Regions from separate parts of the Mus musculus genome. Here region 2 is linked to region 1. A link is a contact called in public Hi-C data. All regions are on one chromosome and are shown on one strand. The core of a region is the stretch at or near the end of the contact, and the rest is flanking DNA. Distances in the headings are between cores, read along the strand shown.

Region 1 (2,700 bases), core at 133-2,632:
TGAGAGCCGATGATGGTAAGAAACGTGGTGGCATTCGCCAGCTATTTTACCTTACTCATCACCCTTCTGTCATGGCCACTACTGTTAACCTCAACTTTAAAAGTACTCAGTCAGATGGAGCTCAGTGGTTAAGAGCATTGTCTGCTTTCCCAGAGGTTTTGGTTCCGTCCCCAGCACTCACATGGTGGCTCCTCGCAACCTTCTGTAACTCCTTTTACAACACCCTCTTCTGCTTTCCGAGGGCACCAGGCACACAAGTGGTACACAGACATACATGCAGGCAAAATACCCCTACACATTGTCGTCGTCGACGTCATCGTCGTCGTTGACGTCGTCGTCATCGTCATCATCATAAGTAAATACATTTAAAAAGAGGTTTTCAGATATTCCATCAATAGTGCTCATAGGCTGGCTTGGATATCTCGGTTATGGCTGAGTTAACCGAGGCCCTCAAAACACAAGAAAGACATTTATTTGAAAAAAACGGAGTTCCTGGGCCTCTGAGCTTCAAAATTATAACCAAAGTCCCAGAAATTTTGTATGTCTGTTTTCTTTAATTCCAAAAATGTCTTTTAAGGAGTAGAACTGTGTGGGTGGGTGGGTGGGTGGGTGGGTGGTTATGTGAATGGGACACGAGGGGAACCGTGAAGCTGAACCAGATAGCAGACTACTTGGAGCTCCGACCACAAGGTCTTCCTCTTTAGCAGCAGAAAAGCGGAGCTGGGCTTGGCGATGGGCTGTGGAAAAGAAGCCTGTAATAAATGAGCCTTTGGCATTCACCTGCGTAATTGCTTTCAGGCCCTCGGTTAACCCAGTACTCACGCATAGGGTTCTATTTGCCGAAAACTTGGGAAAGAATTATGTAGAGGGGTGCAGGTGAAGCCCCTCTCCTAGCATTGATAGCAGGACTTAAATCCAGCGGTTTGCACCTGAGACCACTCCCCTTATGAAACTCTCCCCCATCCCCCACTCCCACCCCAGGGGAGGCCGCGCAGGCTGTTTACTGTTAATGAACTTTCCCCCAACCTCTCTCCTCCCTGGCAGCTGCAGAAGCAGGGTCCCGCGGGATCTGTGTGGCACCCAGAGGAGTGTGTGGTACCAGAACAGGTGGCAGGCTGCTGCTCCCTGAGGAGGATGGCCAGGAGATACACATGGAGGCAAGGGGAGGAGGGAGACAGATGAGAGCAAAGAAACTACAAGACACTAAGTGTGCTTGAGTTACTAATAAGCATCAATGAAACAGTCCCTGCGGGTCTTAGCAATAAAGAGGAAATGCTGTCTGGAAGGAGCTGGGAATCTGCGCTGACCAGAGTGAGCAAAGTGGTGGTTTTAAGCTGCCCTCTCTACTTTTCCACATACTTACCTGGTCTGCATCCTCAGAGAGTATCAGTTTTATACGCCAGCAGTGCCACCTCCTGGTTACAAAGAGGATGAAACATGGAGGTTTTTAGAAGAACTTCCCTGGATTTTCTTTTCCCCTGTTAACGTTTCCTTACCCGCTGCTAGGCTAGAATCACTTTTCCTTCGCGTTCTCATTTTCTGCAAGAGTTACTTTCGCGCCCGCTCACACTCTCCTGGGGTCTCTTCTGGAACATGTCTCTCACCACAATGCTGTTTTAACAGGTATGGTGTGAGGAACTAAATGTGTTCCTTATGTTATCAAAATGGCCACAGCAGTTCAAAGTATGAAACAACACTGAAAGAGTTTGTAAACTTATGTATTTTACATGTCCATGTCCACTCATGCAATAACACCCCAAAGCTGTAGTGTCTTTTGAGGGGTGGTTGAAGAAAGCTTTGCACATAATGTATTAGTAAAGCTAGCTTAAACAAACAAACAAATAGTGAGTTGCACACTGTGGCAGTCCCAGCACTCAGCTGGTAGAGGTAAGGAGAATCATTGAAGAGTTCAATGCCAACCTACTCTACACAACAAGCTCCGAACAAACAAGAAGGCACATTTTTCAGTCTATGCATAGTCATCTATAGAAGCATAAAACTAACAGAAATTCAATTACACTGCAATCCATATACTCTTTCTAATGTCCATGAAAAACTACTTGCGAAATAATCATCTGTTGGTATTTACCATGTTCTGTCATGCTAGAACACTATTTAACAAAATAAAACTACTGTCCTTAAGAGAGACAAAGAAAAGAGGGAGGGGGGAGAAGGGGAAGAGAGGCGTGGAGACTGGGAGAGGTGGGAGGAGGGAGGCAGAAATACTTGAATTATGCTGTTAATTTTACTGTACTGTGAAAAAAGTAAGAAACTGGGGTAAGAAAAACAAAAAGAAACAAACAGGAACACATCTTCAGGAGCAGGGTTCCAGAAAGTCAGTTTGAGGAAGCAACATTAAAAAGAATGAGAAAACGACCCAGATGAATTGTGTGGAGAAAAATACTCCAAGGGAATATGAAAAAGAATGTTCTAAAAGCAAGATGTGTTGATGAGTCAGCACAGAGGGTGGGGTTTGGGGAAGGGAGTGGGTAGAACAGCAGTGCTCAAATCATGAGGAATTCCCTAGGACACATCTAGACTTTCTGGGTCAGGGAATCTGAGTGGTGCTCCTCAGTGTGAAGACCTTTGACCTGCTGGGTAACAATCCCACCGGCTGCTATACATTAAGTGTACAGCAGCGATGGGGCAGGACCAGCTGTGCAGATGTTAAGGCAGCTTGCTAAGGACATCTATATAGTT
Region 2 (2,700 bases), core at 39-2,538, 450 kb before region 1:
CAAGTGAATGACACCTTGAAATGAAATCTATGACAGCGATACTGAACAGTAAATGACAGAAAGGACTCTTGTCTGGGAGGCTTGTCTGTGACACCAGCAGCACACTCAGCCTGCCTTCTGCAAGCCAGCCTGCCTGTTCCAAGGCTGCAGGGGTTTGAATGACAACATATATTTGCATACATGGTCCCCAGTTGGTGAAACTGTGTGGGAAGCCGCCCTCACATTTGCCATTACAAGATGGCGCTGACAGCTGTGTTCTAAGTAGTAAACATAATCTGCACACGTGCAGGGGCAGTTTTCCCGCCATGTGTTCTGCCTTTCTCGTGATGACAACTGGGCCGATGGACTGCAGCCAATCAGCGAGTAATACGTCCTAGGTGGAGGATAATTCTCCTTAAAAGGGACGGGGTTTTGCCATTCTTTCTCTCTCTTGCTCTCTTGTTCTTGCTTTTTCTTGCTCTTGCTTTCTTGTTCTTGTTCTTTTTCTTGCTTTCTTGCTTGCTCTCTTGCTCTGGCTCTTGCTCTCTTGCGCTCTGGCTCCTAAAGATGTAAGCAATAGAACTCTTGCTCTTGCTCTCTTGCTCTCTTGCTCCTGAAGATGTAAGCAATAAAGCTTTGCCGCAGAAGATTCCGGTTTGCTGCGTTCTTCCTGGCCGGTCGCGAGAACGTGTGTAAGAAAACTGTTTAGGAAGTTTTAGGAGGTGAGCCTTGTCGGAGGAGGTGTGTCACTGGGAGTGAGATTTAAGTTTCAAAAGGCCGGGCCATTCCCAGTTAATGCTCTCTGCCTGTGCTTCTGGATCCGATGTTAAGTGCTCAGCCACATGTCAGGACCATGCAGGCCTGCCTGTTTCCATTCTCCTTAATGTGACTTAATGGTTATGGACAGCAATAGAACAGTAACCATGACATAGGGCCTGCATGCTCTCTACTCCCTCACTCTCACCTCATCTACCAGACTGGAGCAGCTGTGATAAAGCATGAACTTGGCTTGGTGCTAAGCAAGTAAAATAAGATCAATGTCCCAAAAGAAACAGAGTAAGAGTAGCCTGCCCTTGGAGACTTTTGGCAGCTACAGAGGTTTAAAGCTTTCAACGAATTTCAAAGACATGGGAATGAAAAAATACATTAAAAAGTCCAAGTTTGTCCCTATTTTAGCCTCAGGAGAAATCAACTACATGTATTAGAATCTGATTTTTCTTTTAGAAGCTCTTTAAATCTGGCCATGTTACAATTAGGCTGAAACACTCCCTTTGCTTCATAGGGATATGGTCAATAGATTTTGTTATAAATGCAATTACTTAAAAGTTAAGAAAGGAGACAAGGCAAGAGCCAAGCCCTCTTTTTGAGGCTGAACAAGGCAACCCAATAGGAGGAATAGAGTTCCAGGAGCAAGCAAAGAATCAGAGATATACTCACTCCCACTGCTAGTAGCTCCTCTTCTCTTATTGCATCTTGTTTTGTTCTGCTTGGCTGTCACCTCTTGGAGGTCTGCTCTTTGTTAAAGAGGAAATGAAGGGGAAGTGGATCTCAGAGAGAAGGGAAGTGGTGGGGAGCTAGAAAGGGTAGAGAGAGAGGAAATTGGCTAGGATATATTGTATGAAAAGAATCTACTTTTAATTTAAAAAGAAAGGAAAAAGTTAAGAAATATTTCTACTTCTAAAAAGAGGAATAATCAGAACAATTCACCAGTTTAAGACTTTGTAGATCTGCCAACCTGTTAGGAGGTAAAATACTAATAGCTTTAAACTATTCCTTGCTATTAATACTCTGTTCACAATACAAACATTGAAAATAAGGATTTGGTGGCCTGGTCACAGTGGGCTTCTACAACATGCCCTGTTCTGAGGCTAGTACCAATATGACCACACCTGAGAACTCTGTGGGTTTTGTGCTCCGACCCTTCGACCTCCCTGGCTTCTAGATACAACTACAATGACATCAGCCACTGCATCCCTGGAGACAGAGCTTGCCTGATGCTCCCTCCTTTCATCCACAATAGGACCTACAATGCTGTGTGAAGAACTGGACCCCAGCTCCTGCTTAACAGCCCCAGACCAGCACAAGAGCAGACAATAAACCCTTCCACTTCAAAAAAACAAACAAAAAACAAAACAAAACAAAACAAAAAAACAACAACAACTCTGTTCACTTGAATTCTCAGACCTGCTAATGATTTTTGCTAAATCTATGTTTCCCAAGACTGCCCTCCCTCCCTCCTACCTTCTCTCCCTTCTTTCTTCAATTCCCCCTCTTATACTTTTTCCCTTTTATTCTTTCCCCTTTTTTCTTTCCTTATTCATTTAATGTAAATATAATAAGTAAGTCTTTTGAAATGGAGTATTTTTCAAAAATATTTCTATTCCTTTAGATCTAATAAGGGAAACAATAGGAATAATTCACACCTATTGTATGACCTCATGAGCATTCTATTGTGACTGTGTAGTTAGAAATCTATACATATAGATTTAAACTGACAGCTAGTGAGATAAGAGATTCCAGGTTTAATATCTAGAAAACAAACCTAATTTCTTCCACATTAAAAACTCATTTGTTCATTCTTCATCTTATTAGGAAGTTGAGTATCTGTGAATTTATAAAAATATAATACATAGTTTCCCACTTATATGTGTTTTTGAAAGCTTAGATAAAACTCCCAGAAGGTTTAGAATTGAAAGCTTTGATATCTTTGATACAAAATAT

What was found. A called contact is a pair of places that touch in the nucleus more often than the background predicts.
Region 2: a Hi-C map of pre-B cells shows a contact between it and region 1, with 6 times the contacts expected there. The contact joins two enhancer-like sites.

Annotation. Positions count from the first base shown.
Region 1 is chr3:14,678,098-14,680,797 of GRCm38.p6, reverse strand. No RefSeq gene overlaps it. Among named protein-coding and RNA genes, the nearest start is that of Car13, 38 kb to the right of the region's middle. Within about 2 kb of position 1,382, at least 24 of the 459 cell types and tissues checked have an H3K27ac peak or open chromatin away from gene starts, as enhancers often do. A contact at or near this core is called in pre-B cells, where this site is marked.
Region 2 is chr3:15,127,374-15,130,073 of GRCm38.p6, reverse strand. No RefSeq gene overlaps it. Among named protein-coding and RNA genes, the nearest start is that of Gm33819, 29 kb to the left of the region's middle. Within about 2 kb of position 1,288, at least 14 of the 459 cell types and tissues checked have an H3K27ac peak or open chromatin away from gene starts, as enhancers often do. A contact at or near this core is called in pre-B cells, where this site is marked.